2 separate regions of the Pan troglodytes genome follow, and region 2 is linked to region 1. A link is a contact called in public Hi-C data. All regions are on one chromosome and are shown on one strand. The core of a region is the stretch at or near the end of the contact, and the rest is flanking DNA. Distances in the headings are between cores, read along the strand shown.

Region 1 (7,293 bases), core at 448-2,947:
GGTTCATTCACAAGCCTTGGAAACACATTTTGAATACAAATCTCCTACACCAATATGTCCCCAAGCCTTCAAGGGACATAGTCCCATTGTCTCAGTTCTTCCACCCCACAGTGATCTTGCCCTTCTCTCAGTTCCTATTGCATTTATAGTCAGGTGAGCAACAACTTATTCCTAGTGCTTCTAATCCCTTCTGTTCCCCGATTGTGCTCATAAAGAACGGTTCCGTGGATAGCCATGGACTCGACCATTCCTCAGGAAGTGCTTCCTGATGGAGAGTCCGCCTCCTTTCCCACCTCATCTTCTGGCACTTTGCGCTTCCCTAGAAGTGTCAGGCTGGCTCCCGCCTCCATGTACGTGAATTCTGTTCCCTTTTCTTGGGATGCCTTTCCCACCTTTTACATGTGGCAGACTCTTTGCCTGGTAAGACTTGGCTGAAACATCACTCCTCTGGAAGGCCTCCCACTCCTCTCAGGCAAGGCTGGGAGCCTCTCCTTGCCATGTACCCTGAATGCCTTATGTGCCCTTCTGTTGAAGTCCTTATTGCACAAGTTGGGTAATTGAGTTGACACTGGGCGAAAGAATCTATGAGGCCCTCTCTGTTTTTCAGAGTTCCTAATTCTCGTAAATACAGTCTACACTTCAGCAGGCTTCTTATGACCTTTGGATTCTTTTCCTCTCCTCTGTAGCTGGATGAAGGCACTCCTCCAGAACCAAAGGGAACATTTGTCGACTATCAGACGACTGTGGTTAAATACTCCAAAGCCATTGCGGTGACAGCTCAGGAAATGGTAAGAGGGAAGAGAGCTGCCCTCCCCACTGTTGTTTGCCTTTTTATCCACTGCCGCCGCTGAGCCTGCAAATCCCAGATCTGTGTCAGAGAGAGAGCCCAGATCACTCTCTAGTCCCTCGGGGGCTCCAGCTTCTGTCCTTTATCTGTGGTCTTTCTGGCTGCCTGTGTCCAGTAGCCCCAGTCTGCTGCAGTTCTTATCTCATGAAAAAGCTGCAAGAGGGAATTAAAGATGGCTGAGACTTGGGCATGAGGACAGAGGAGCAAAGGAAGGAGAGAAAATGAAAAGACGGGGGAAAGCAGGGAATTTGTAGTTAAGGAGAAAGGGGGAGAATCTTATTCACCTCACGAAGGACTTGAGGTGTTTTTAGTAGATTAAAATAACAGTACAAGAGAAGATATTTGGGGATAAAATAGAACAGAGATGACATTATCTGATGAAATCAAGTTATAATACTTGGAAAATAAGGTATTGCCAGTCTTTCAGGCAAAATGAAACAGTATGGTTATGTAATAAGAAAAAAAAAATTCCGACAGTAGAAGGCATACAACTTTTGGAGGTAATGTTTTGGTTTGGTTTGGTTTTTGTTTTTTTGTTTGCTTGTTTGTTTTTCTAAAATGTAATGCAACTAGAACTGTATTATATAGATTCTTAGATATAAATGGCATTGAGAGATAGTGAATGCTATCTGATATGTTAAGCAGTTATACGAAAGATGACAAATGTTGTCTTCAAAGAATTGATAGGAGTCCATAGAAAAAGTTTCTCCCAACTTTTAAAGGCTCAGATGCCGTAAGATAAAAGTTCGAAAGATGCCTCTTTGATACTTGCCACATAAGCCTGGGCTGAGAAATCAATGGGCCTTCCTCGCTGAAGTGAGCAGAATGAGCCACCACGTGGTTGCTGTGCCCAGGTCCCCTCTGAGTGGTTTTGTCATGTAATCATGTGTCCACTAGGGGTTGAGCTTGGACCACAAAGTCATCCCTGGCTGCTGCCATTCATTTATGGAAACTCTGTGATTGTGCCAGGCTTGTTTAAAAGAATTCGGGCTGGGGAATGGTACACCCATCTCAGTGTTTTGTGAAAAACTGGAGCTGAGCCCAGTCTTGTCCTTCTCAGGGGAGCATGGAGGACGGATCCTAGTCCGAGCCAGCAGACTTTCAGCACAGATTCCTGTTGAGCAGGAAGCACAGTGCAGCAGCAGTCATGTTTGGGCAGCCTCACGGTGTTTCTGAAATGTCTCCAGAGCCAGGTCCTGAGCTGCCTTGGCTTGACCCTGGGTGTCCATGAGCTTAAGGAGCTGAGCCTCAGGCTGCATGGCCACTCCTGAGATAACTGGCCTGGCTCTTTGTGTGAAAGAGGCCCTTCTCACCCCGTCAGGATGCCCAGACTCCCAGTGTACCTGTTGGCAGGTCGCAGTGGAGCAGCACGTGGCAACACTCACTCTCGTGCAGCTCAGTGTGCGTTCCTTGGCGGCCACATCTCAGCCTGAAGCCTGGGACGTGTCCTTGTACACATGCCTTAGGGTGGACATTCCTGTCCTGCCTTGATGGATGGAGAGTCATTCAAAAGACATTTTAAAAGGCTGTTTAAAATCAAGGTCTTAAAAGGCCACAAAGAAAGAGACAGTATTGTTATCCAGAGCAAGAGGAGGTGGAGCAGGAGGGGAGCCCCTTGATGAGGGACAGTGACACCCGTCTGGGTGGCAGATTAAAACTGCTTTTGTGAGAATTTAGAGGTATTTTTGTCCAGAGGAAGAGGAAACACTAGAAACTAGCATGCCAGCTGCCTTAGATAATTGAGATGCATCAGTCAATGAAACAGAGAAAAATCCTGAGTATCTTCATAATAAAGGCAGAACTTGACCATGTGGGCTACACACTACTCTTAACTAAATTTGTGGCTAAAACCTTGTCATTCTTTGGCACAAATTTACTGCAAAGCTGTATCCTCTATGAGTGTTTTCCTTTAAAACACTGACTTATCCAGCACTTGTCATTCATGGTTTTCTTAACAGCCCTGTCCTCATGCCCTCTCTCACCTGGGTGGGACCTGCTTCAGGGCACCCAGAGACCAGATCAGCCCCCGACAGAAGCCTTGGCCCAGGGGTGAGAATCGCATAGGGCTTGTGCCTCCTGGGGGTTTCTAGGGGGAATTCCTCTGGTGACCCCCCAGGGCTGCGCTGGCGAGGGGCTGGCACATTCACCTGCCAGAGGGTGGGCCCTGGGCGCTGGCTCCAAGCTGCACAGCCCGAACGCTGAGCATGTGCCCACTGGGCCCGACCAGAATCTATGGCCTGAGCGGGGCCCTGCGAGGGCTCTGGCCTTTTGTGTGCAATGCAGCATGGGCTTGGCTTGAATTGCCCTCTCCAGCATCTAGCCCCAAATGCAAGGCCTGGCCTTCACCCCCTCAGGAGCTTAAAAGTGAATGAAACCCTTTGGCTTCCAGTGATATTAACACATGGTTCTCATGCGTTTCTCTGTGTGTATGTGTGTGTGTGTGTCTTGCTTGTTTTCTTTTTCCAGATGACTAAGTCGGTTACTAACCCGGAGGAGTTGGGAGGACTGGCTTCACAAATGACCAGTGACTATGGGCACCTGGCTTTCCAGGGCCAGATGGCAGCAGCCACGGCGGAACCAGAGGAGGTCTGCCACCTTAAGACCCCTATTTTAAGATGCACACACACACTGGTGCCCACTCCTGGGTATTTCTTCATAGCTTAGCTCCACTCTAGAAGGCCCCAGCCCAGTAACCAGAGCCCAGTTTATTTCCCCACCACTGCACAGCACAGGTCCAGACCAGGTAGCCCCAGGCTGTACTCAAGTCTCACTGCCCCTTATGGGGCAGACTGGCCAAGAACTGGGGCATGGGCTTTCAGACAGAAGGACTTTGTATACAATGTTCTACCAGGTCCCCTGTCCCTAGCCCTGTCACCTGTCTCTATTAGCATGCCCAAGCTTGGGACTGCCATCTTATCACTTCCTACTCCAGTTAGCACATCCCCCGCAATTATTTTTGTTTTCCATAGGTTCACAGAAGTGTTGAAAGATTCAAGTATGAAAATTAGCTATCCCCCTCCCTAGAAAGAGCTACTTTCATGAAACAAAGTCTTGCCTGAATATTCTGGGTGGCTAAGAATTGGCCCAGACATACCTCCTGTGGACTCCTTTTATTACTTCCCTGCCTTTCCTAGACCAGCTTTCCTTAGTGGCCAGTGTAGACTTGGCTTTAGAATGCCTGTACCCGTAAGAGTCTAACGGTAGCCAAAGTTGGGCCCCAAAGGCCACTTTCTAAGAGCTGCCATCTCTCATACTTCTAATGGGGTCGTCCATTGGGAAGGACACAGGTCATGTGTGGCTCCAAGGAGCTTTGTAGCATCTATATCAGTGTGAACACATAGAAGGAGTCCAGGGCTTGGGGAACCACATGGCTTCTTAGAGAAAGGAAGCCCAATTTAAAATGAAGATTAATGGAGTGGATTACAGGGACACTTGAAAGATAAAAGTAATTATATTCTGTGAAATTCAGCAAGCTGTTTATTGAGCGCAAACCCTGTTCGAGACGTTCCTAAATGAACTGAGTTGTCAAGGCAGAAGGTTGTAATTGGTCTTCTCTTCTCCTTATAGTGACAGTCACTGTCCCCAAGTAACTCAGTGCTGCTGTTTCTCCTGGGAGTCAGATCTAAGTATGTTTTTACAGAGACTCCGAGAGATATTCCAGAAATGAAGTCCCAAAACAAATCACTTTCTAATGTGTGTGGTAACAATGCATGTAAATAGGAGTACCATATATATATGTACTTGCATACATATATATCTAGCATGGGATTACTTAAGTCTATAACAGTGCCTGCATTTTGAGATATTAGAATAATTGACTAGGCTGTAGCATGAATAATTCTATTTGCAATGAGTGTGAAGTCACTACCAAGAAAAGAGAGTTATCAGATACCCACATTAAGATTCTATTGATTCTTTACACATGCCTATCATTTTTTTTTAAATAGACTCCCTGTTTTAGTAAGATCATCTAGATTTATCATTCATTTGACTAACCTATAATTTTGAACTCCATAAACAAATGTAAGGGAACTTCTGTTACAGTAAGGAAAAGTTTGCTTGGACAAAAGGAAAAGTGAGCTGGGCGTGATGGCTCACACCTATAAGCACTTTGGGAGGCCGAGGCGGACAGATCACTTGAGGTTAGGAGTTCAAGACCCAGCCTGGCCAACATGGCGTACCCCCTTGTCTACAAAAATACAAAAATTAACTGGGCGTGATGGCGTGCGCCTGTAATCCCAGCTACTTAGAAGGTTGAGCCAGGAGAATTGCTTGAACCCAGGAGGTGGAGGTTGCAGTGAGCCAAGACTGTGCACTGCCCTTTAGCCTAGGCAACAGAGTGAGACTCCATCTCAAAAAAAAAAAAAAAAAAAGGGAAGAAGTGTTTGGCAAGGGAGGTTTGGATATCTGTCCACAGAAACCTTTAAAAATGGAATCTACCACCATCTGCCTTAGGTAGTTTAACTGCTGTCTCCCTGAACTGTCTGTATGGCCCTTTCCACATGAGTTCTTGTAAGCTACCCACCCAACGTGTGAAATAAGCAGATTTTTTTTTATTACGACAGAGACCATTGAACCAAAATATAAAATAATGCCAAAACAGCAAGGAAAGAGAATGTGTTGCTAAAAGCACAACAACAGGTTACTTTGGTTATTGGCCCTGCATTTGCAGCAGCTGACGTTTTCATTAAGGTTTTCCTTTTCACTGTTACATCTTGAGATGTATTTTACATTCCAGACAGGAGAGCAGTGTGACCTGGAGTGAAAAGGAGCAGAGAGAATATAAAATTTCCAGTGGCTTGCTAAGGAAAATTCTTTGTGTACATTTGCCAGACAGATATTTGGGGAAAACTGAGAAGGTTAGGAGATCCCTGAAGCAATGTAGTTTTTTATTCCAAGATCGTGGAATTATTTGTTTACCCAAGAGGGCCCCCTATCACAGCATATGAAAATATTTATATCCAGGGGAAATAAGGAGCTGCTCCCTTCGCTGCAGTCCCACAGTCCGCTATGCAAGGTCAGCATTTTGGTCTTTTCCAGAATGTGACAATTACAGGAAAAGTCATAGCTCTGCCCTGGAACATCAAGCAGGAGCTTTATCTGCTTATTTTTCATGGAAAATTCAAGGCTTTGTTAACATCACTTTGAAAACTTCTTTCTTTGGAAAAGTTAAAAGCCTCCAGCAGCTTTGCAATTTAAGATTATTTTCCCCTTAAAAAAAGAAGAAGAAAGAACTCGAGATCCTATGAGCCACAACTTCTAAATGTAAATCCTGAGGAAAAGATTTAGCGACAACAGCTTTGTCTCTGAGGAAAATGTGCAGTAACCACTTGAAATACTGGATGCCTTAAAAGCTGGCGCAATCATTTGTTAAGCGCCTGTGGTGAGAACCACAGCCCTTTCCCCCAGATGAAATGGATGTCTGCTTTAGAATTCTCTAAAATTTTCCACCCCAAGACACACGTGCTGGAGGTGGGAAAATGATGCCCCAGTGCCATTGGACCCACTCTTTTATTAGGTTGGTGCAAAAGTAAATGCAGTTTTTGCCATTACTTTTAGTGGCAAAAACCGCAATTACTTTTATGCCAACCTAATAATAATTCTATTACCATTATCATTATTTTGAGCCGGGGTCTCACTCTGTTGCCCAGGCTGGAGTACAGTAGTGCAATCACAGCTTACTACAACCTTGAGCTCTGTCCCAGTCTTAAGCAATCCTCCCACCTCAGCCTCCCAAGTAGCTGGGACTGCAGGTGTGCGCCACCATGCCTGGTTAATTTTTATATTGACAAGGTCTCACTGTGTTGCCCAGGCTGGTCTCAACCTCCTGGACTCAAGCCATCCACCGGCCTCAGCCTCCCACGTGCTGGGATTACAGATGTGAGCCACCATGCCCAGCCACTTTTTTCTTCCATGTTTTCTATCTTTGTCAGATAAGTTCCATTCTTGCCTTTTCAACTTTCACAAGCTGTCCCAAGCAAATTATATTTGACCTGGTTTCAGATGTAGTTGTTTTTTAAGGCTTGGGGAAAACCAGTGTGTTTTGTTGTGTTTGAGGCAGTGAGGAAAGGCGATCAGGATTCCTTAGACCCCTCCAACTGGAATCAGATCCAAAACTTCATAAAGACCAGGCTTTTAACTTCCCCCAAGGCACAAAACCAGGAGATGATTTTCTCCATTTTACTTTTATTTCGACAAAAAAAGAATTGAGGGTTTTTCTTGAGTCTCAAGTAACACTTTTCTAAAGTTGCCAATTTAAAACCCCACATTTTATGTCTTTGAGCTACATTCCTTTCTAATAAACACTGGTAGTTCGTTGGATCACCCTGTGGGCTGGTCATATTTACTGAGAAGCTCACTATTGCATGGAGAAGCTTAGCATTTTTAAATTCCTTATCTTTTTTTTTTTTTTTGAGACAGAGTCTGTCGCCCAGGCTGGAGTACAG
Region 2 (7,453 bases), core at 1,991-4,490, 260 kb after region 1:
AGTGGCCTAAAATAACAAAGATTTATATCTTATTCTCACTACATGTCCACCAAGGGTTAGTTGGGGGGAAAGAGGGAGCCACTTGAAAACCCACAATGACAGAGCAGCCACAGTCTTGAAAAATGAACATGGTTAGTCGTGAGCTCTTCCACAGTCTTGAAAAATGAACATGGTTAGTCGTGAGCTCTTTAAGTATCCACCAGAAGTCATTTCTGCCCACGTTTCCTTGGCCAAAGCAAGTCAAATGGCCACAGCCAACTTAATTGGGTGGGATGTACAATGCTACCACGACATTGACTGGGGAGAAAGCCTAAAAAATTGTGAATAACCTTAATCACTTTTACACGTGGCATTTCCAGCCCGACACTGCAATCCCTTTTTGTTTCAGCAGCCACAGCTAGTGATTCCCATTTTTCACGTTCCTTAATTCAAACTGCAATGAAAGAAGCTGAGTGGCGCAGTTCATCATTGCCTGACAAGCCACAACGCCAAGTCCCTGGTTAGTATTTAGATCCGTCCTTGAGTCGTGGCCAATCAGCCAGAGAACAGGGATACACACTACATACAGCCTGTGACTGTCCAGCCTACCTCTGGAGAGGACCAGGAGACCTGTTCACTACAGAAGAATGTGTTATTTAAGTCATGACGTTTTGCTTGTCCTAGCTTTGTCTTAGCCCTTGGTGACAAAAAGGTCATGGGTGGTATAGCCCATGAAGCTGACTTGGGCCTGACACATGGCAGAATCTCAACACGGGTTAAAAGAAATGATTGAATTCAGGACCTGCTATGTTAACCCATCAGTCTAGAGATCAATGATGTGGTACTAAGGGATTTTAAAAGTTAGCGTTGTATAGCTCCATTTCCATACTTTGACACCATAGGTTTCGACCTCTGAATATAGGCCCTAGGTGAGGGAGTCTGGGAGAGGAAGAGGTGAAAAGAAGAGACATCGATGGCTTTAAACTATACAATAAGGTCTGAATGTCTGAATCTGGAATTCAAGGCCCTTAATCATACAGCCCCAAGCTTCCTTTCCAGTCTCATGCCCCCATTCACCCCCAAAATCCTACTGTCCAACCACCACCAAACATTCCTTTTTCTTTCCTTGGCGCATACAACGGCCCTCCTCTCTAGCTAACTGCTACCCTTCCTTTAAAATCAGTTTAAAAGCCATCACCTTTTCAGAGAATTTTTTCCCATCTGCTCTGACCTAGTCATTTCTATTTCTTCCTCGTGTGAATTCTTAACACCTTTCTCATGCCAAACACCTGGAGGACATAGACCTGTGCTACTCATTCTTTGGATTCCAGAGCCTAGTACCTGCCTAGTATATAGCAGGTACTCAACAACCGTGTGTTTAATAAATTGCTTGTAGCATGATTTCATTTAAGGAAACTTTAATGAGTCCCTCGGCTACATATGGCACAGTAAGAAAAGAAAAGTCAGTAACATGTGGTCCCGCAAGGAGTTTCTCTAGTTCAGTTGCCTCTTTTTATAAGTGAGAAAAAAGGCTTAGAGAGATTGTAACATGGCTAAGGTCACACTGCAAGGAAGTGACCAGGCCAGGTCTGGATCCCTGGAACTGACTCCTAACTCCCTATTCTTGCCTCCTCTGCTGAGCTCCAACCTGGGGAGTCAGCTCCCTGGAGTCCACGCATCTGGATATCGTCCACATGCCTGGAACTTTGTCACTGTTCCGGTGGCTGGGTTGACACACCGTGATTAAAGGGCTCTGGTCAATTTCTGTGCCACGCAGCCCCTATGCTAATGGTCAGATCTAATGTTCTGACCATTAGGTCAGTGTATCTTTTCCCTCCTGGGCAGTTAGGTTAGTGGAAGAAACCCGATAAAATCTTGGAGAGGAATTTGATCATTCTCTGAAGGACTTACAAGTTGTTTGGCCTGCCTAATCTGCTCAGATACCGTCCGGGGAATATTCGGTAACCATGCAGTACAGACTGTGAATTATTCTGTGGGGACTATTAACAAGACCCTCACCAACCCTGCCTCAGCTGATCTCAGGGCTTGGGGGCAGCCCCCCTCCTTCCCTCCCACTGAAGCTCTGAAAAAAAGCAGCCTTTCCCCCTTGGGGGATGGGAGGAGTAGTTAAAAATAAGAAGTGTTGGGGGAAATCCTCCTCCTTCCAAGCACAGCTCACCCGGCAGAGCCTCCTCAGAGTTGCGGCTGCGGATGCAATGACTTAGCCAGGTTAACGCCGATCCCATGTTTTCCGAAACCTGGCACCTAAGCATCTCACATGGAAGGCCGACTCCCTAAAATCAGTGCAAGAAAAATGATAACAAGTTATATCCGGAGGGACCTCGGGGATTATCTACCCGCTGGATTTAAAGTTGAGGAAGCCGCGGGCAGCAAACAAGGTCTCACAGTTGCTGGTGGCAGAGTAGAGACCACAGACCAAATTGCCTAAGTCTAAACTCAATGTTCTTTCCCCTTAGACTGCCACCCGCACACACACGCACACATGCACACCTTTTTGGAGGCACTGCACAGCAAGCACAGAAGTACGCCACTGAGTCCTGTGTCCCTAAAGTATTTGACTGTCCCTCCGCTGGGGGAAAGGGCAGGCAGAAAACAAGACTCCGTGTGCTGTCGCTGTGCCGCCCCCTGCCTCTCTGACCCGCGCCCGCAGAGAAAGTCTCAAGAGCCGCCCCAGGCTTTCTCCCACGTTCTCCCTTTCTCTGCTGCAGTTGAGTTTCCAGAGCGTAAGCGCGCAGGATGACACCTGGCTGGCTGAGAGCTGCCGGGGAGGCGCTGGCGGGTGCCGAGAGCGCACTGACCCTGACGCAGGGTGCGGCACGGCTGGGAAGCCCCCGGGCCTTTGGCTAAGCGCGCCGGAGGACGGCACAGGGGGGCGACGCGCATCCACCACCTGGTCCGCGCTCTCCCGGCCTCCGGCAGCTCAGGGCGGGCTCGGTTGGGGACCCTAATGGCTGGGTGCCGGCCCTGGGAGAAGGGGACGCGGAGGGCGGAGGGTTGCGCCTCGGCCCCGGCTCAGCCCCAACGCCCTCTCCCTGGCGCGCAGGTTTAGAAACAGGGCGGCCTCTCCGGCCGCCGCCTCGGCGGCTCGGGTCCCCATATATAGTCATATCCACCGTCAACTGGGAGGCCGGCGGCCGGCAGCGAATGGGCGAGCGGCCCCCGCGGGAGGAGCGGGGAGGGGGCACGGGGCGGAGGGAGGAGAGGAGGAAGGGGGGCAGGAGAAAAAAGCTTTTCCAAAAAAGTATTGGCTGTCTTGAGGAATGCGGTCGCCCCCTTGGGAAAGTACATATCTGGGAGCAGCAGGCGGCTCCGCGCTCGCACTCCGGCTCCTCCGCCCGACCGCGCGCTCGCCCCGCCGCTCCTGCTGCAGCCCCAGGGCCCCTCGCCGCCGCCACCATGGACGCCATCAAGAAGAAGATGCAGATGCTGAAGCTCGACAAGGAGAACGCCTTGGATCGAGCTGAGCAGGCGGAGGCCGACAAGAAGGCGGCGGAAGACAGGAGCAAGCAGGTCTGCGCCTCCCCGGCCCTGCGCCCGCGCCCAGAGCGCCGGGACTCGGGCCTGGCACCCCCGGCTGGATCCCCACCCCGAGGACTCGGGGAGCCACCACCCTACCCCCACCACCACCCAGGGCGGCCAGGGCGCGCGTCTGGAAAGAAGGAAGGGAAACGCAAGAGCCAGGCTTAGTCTAACTTTGTAGTCTGGTCTGAGGACGCTTATTTCCCTTCTCTGGTTCCCATGGCCCGCGAAATCAAGTCCTAGAGGCGCTTTATTCTCAGGACTGGGAATCAGTTTGGGGGAGGGAGGAGGACACCCGGTTCCCGGGGACGTTTGAAGGAAGGGCGAGGGATGGAGAAAGGGGGTCGAGTAACTCAAGTGTTAGAAGTTCGTTGACTTTTGACTGGGGAGAAAGGAACCTTAAACTTGGGGAGGAGAGGGGAGTCCTGGAGTTGTTACCTAAGAACAAAGATGGGGCGGAATGGAGGCTACAGCCCGAAAGCCAGGCCAGCAGTGGCGTTCTTCTGTGTCCCCAAGTAGTGGACTTGAGCCCGCTGAGACCTCGGCAGGAGTCTCGTCCCAGGGCAGGTGGGTGTGCGGGGTGAGCCGCGGAGCGGTTCCAGCTCGGGTAAAGAGGAAGTTACCTCGGGTCCTTTGCACTCCAACTCGGCGGCTCCCCGAGCCCGAGGGGCCCCAGCCAACCCGACGCCCGTGTGTTGTGTGTGTCTAACACCCGGTCCGTGCCGGCCGCCCGCGCCCGCCCGCCGCTGCCCCCAGCTCGAGGAGGACATCGCGGCCAAGGAGAAGTTGCTGCGGGTGTCGGAGGACGAGCGGGACCGGGTGCTGGAGGAGCTGCACAAGGCGGAGGACAGCCTCCTGGCCGCCGAAGAGGCCGCCGCCAAGGTACCCGGGGCGCGCGGCACGGCGTGGCGCACGAATGGCTAACTCTTTCTCTTTCTCTCTCTCCCTCCCTGTCTTTCCCTCTGTCTCTCCCGCTGTCCCTGTCCTTCTGGTTCTGTGCACCCACACCCCTCCCCTTCGGGATCACGCTGCCTGCTGCACCCCCCTCCCTCCCTGTACCCCCTGGCCAACTCCCAGCTGGAAGATGAGCTGGTGTCACTGCAAAAGAAACTCAAGGGCACCGAAGATGAACTGGACAAATACTCTGAGGCTCTCAAAGATGCCCAGGAGAAGCTGGAGCTGGCAGAGAAAAAGGCCACCGACGTAAGTGCACGCTCACACTGCTTCCCTCACCTCTTGCCTGCGTGGCCACTCCGGGGTCACCACAGGGCTGGAGAGCAATGGAGGAAGTTTACCTTTTCCTGCTGGACACCTGCACACAGCCCTGCCATGGCCCAGAGCATTGGATGCCGCCTCTGACTGCTACTGCACACATTCATTTATATTTCATCCACTCCTCTCTTCTTCTCCTTTCCTTTACCTCCCTGGGGGTGGAGGTGGGTGGATGAGAGGCTGGGAGAATAGAGCAGCTGAAATTGGACTCTGGAGGTGAACTTCACCTCCCTGGTGGCAGAAAACCCTTGAGGTGTCATCACCAAGGTTTGTGTAGAGAATGCCAGGTTTTCTTCACTTTCTTTCCTTTTGCCATCTCCAGTGGGTGGGAAGTTCTGGGTTTGGTGGTGGGGCTAGTCAGGGTTCAGAGAACCTGGCCTCTAAATGAAAGAAATGACACAGCGGTACCTTTACTTAGATGGCTGCACTTCATGGTGGGGCACAGAGGCACTTTGAGGCTTCCTTTCTCATTAGTGTAAGCCTTAATCCACCCCTTAAGATCTGCCTGGGAAGATGATACTTGCTTGGGTCTGCAGTCTGAAGGCACTAGATCCAGAAAGTAAGCTGTGAGTTATATATAGCTCAGTGCTTTATATGGTATAGTGAGCTAGCTGCCCCCTGCCCCTCCTGCTGGCCCCGCCCCCACCTGTCAGCCTTCTGACAACCACCACATAGTTGCAGGGGTGATGCACACAGCTAAGGCTCTCCTAAGCTCTTTGTCCACTGCCCTTTGGAAGCTTTTTAATTGAGGTCTTGCCTCTTCTGCCTCGGAAAGTCAAGCCAAAGGACCAACTTCTTTTCACACCATTGGATTCCATTCTAAAAGCTAATTAAGCCTAGAGGCCCAATTAGAAAAGAATTCCTTGGGAAGTTGGTAACAATTCCAAGAATGTGTGAGCACCAGGGAAAGCTATGCCAGCAGTTGAAACACTGAGAGCAACAGCAGACTTTTTTATATGAAAGTAATATGCAAATAACTGAAGGGTCTCAGGTCTTGAAATTAGCAAAGTCTTTTGTAGCATGAAAGGCTTGAGATGTATATCCAGGTGTGCTTTGTAAATGAGAACTCCAGAGAGGACATTTAGGATCTGACAAAAAGAAATTTTCAGTGAAAATCAAGCTTCCTGGAAAGGGGATTTGGGGGGAAGCACTGATTTTGCTAAAACATTTAAATTCTAAACTACCTGGCTTTGGAAAAAGAGCCAAAAACCATATATAACTCTGAGCCTACTTTGTATAATGCAGATCAGATGCCTGCTCTATATATGGCTAAATGGAAGATGCCTGCCTCCCGCAAATTCTCCAGCAGGACGTTTATTTAGCTTTTTCAAAAGAGCTGCTAATAGATCAAGGAAAGATATTCCTTATAAGGAAAAGAATGCAGAGAATTTGAAAATAGCCCAGTAAGACTGAAGGCAAAAGAGGGAGAAAAAGGTTACTACAATTCTTAAGGGAAAAAAATAGGATAATAATTATTGTAACTATGTAGTGCTAACATGTCTTTATTGAAAAGTCTTGTTGAAGGGAGCACTGGAATGGGGTGGGGCAGAAATGGGAAAGAAGTTATTTAAAGTCAGCTGGTGTGGGAAGCAGCAGGGGAGGGAGCTTCTTGAATCTTGTTTTGGTTATTTTTCCCACTGGGAAACTGCCCCTAAATCTGGCATATATGGCTTTTTTGGTAGTGTATTGATCACATTCCCTTTTAGGACACTTTAGGTTGTCTGGAGTTTGGAGCCCGTAGGAATATTGAAGAAGTTAGTGAAGAAATGCTATACAGTCATTTGTTGATTAATGAAGGGGGATAAGGTCTGAGACATGTGTCATTAGGTGATTTATTCATTGTGCAAACACCATAGAGTACATGGTACTTACACAAACCTAGAGGGTTTAGCCTACTAAACACCTAGGCTACAAACTTGTACGGTGTGTTACTGTACTGAATACTGTCAACAATTGTAACACAAATCACCAGGCGATAGGAATTTTTTAGTTCTATTGTAATCTTATGAGGCTACTCTCATATATGCAGCCCCTCATTGACCAAAACATCATTATGCAGTGCATGACCATATTGAGAGTATTAGTTTTTTATTTACTAAAAAATAGTCAAAACTTGAGGAGGAAGAGACAGATGTCACTAGAAGAAGGGAGAAGTCCGGTAAGGGAGAAGTCAGCTTCCTGAGGTGGAATCGTATTACCTTTGGGATTAGGACATTTCATTGTCATTATTCACCAATGTAAAACACTTTTACATTTTTCTACTATTATTACTAAAAACATTTTTCTACTACTTTACCGATGTACTTTACAAATCCTATTCTGGAAGTGGGCTCTACCTAGCTTAGAAGATTGTCATTCAGGAGTAGTATCCCTGATGGTCTTGTTTCGAATTTTGTGTTGTCTTTCCACCTAAGTCAAAAGTGAGGCTGAAGGGGATCGAAGACTCCATTTTTTTCTGGCCCCCAATCTCTTCCCCAGTAACTGTGATATATCTGATATTTATAGCATATGAGTCTTTATCCCTTTGTAGGTCTTTACTTCTTAACTTAGGGATTCTCAACCTTCTCTAAACATAATCACTTAGGGAGCTTTTAAAACCCAAAGTTAGGATGCACCCAAAGCCAGTTAAATCAGAATCCCTGGGGATGCAACCCAGGCGGCA

The links. A called contact is a pair of places that touch in the nucleus more often than the background predicts.
Region 2: a Hi-C map of stem cell-derived neural progenitor cells shows a contact between it and region 1, with 7 times the contacts expected there. The contact joins the promoter of TPM1 here to the enhancer-like site in region 1. A contact is called at or near these places in 2 of 7 Hi-C or Micro-C datasets (blood and stem cell-derived neural progenitor cells), 1 of 1 datasets of contacts at active chromatin or transcription factors (stem cell-derived excitatory neurons) and 1 of 1 other capture datasets (stem cell-derived neural stem cells).

What each region holds. Positions count from the first base shown.
Region 1 is chr16:54,770,619-54,777,911 of NHGRI_mPanTro3-v2.0_pri, forward strand. TLN2 (talin 2) reads left to right here. Exons shown (of 59, transcript XM_063794170.1): 44 at 687-788; 45 at 3,314-3,433. Among named protein-coding and RNA genes, the nearest start is that of MIR190A, 40 kb to the right of the region's middle. Within about 2 kb of position 1,698, at least 7 of the 24 cell types and tissues checked have an H3K27ac peak or open chromatin away from gene starts, as enhancers often do. A contact at or near this core is called in stem cell-derived neural progenitor cells and stem cell-derived neural stem cells, where this site is marked.
Region 2 is chr16:55,029,767-55,037,219 of NHGRI_mPanTro3-v2.0_pri, forward strand. TPM1 (tropomyosin 1) reads left to right here and starts at 3,241. Exons shown (of 9, transcript XM_001173721.5): 1 at 3,241-3,510; 2 at 4,597-4,722. The coding sequence starts at 3,397.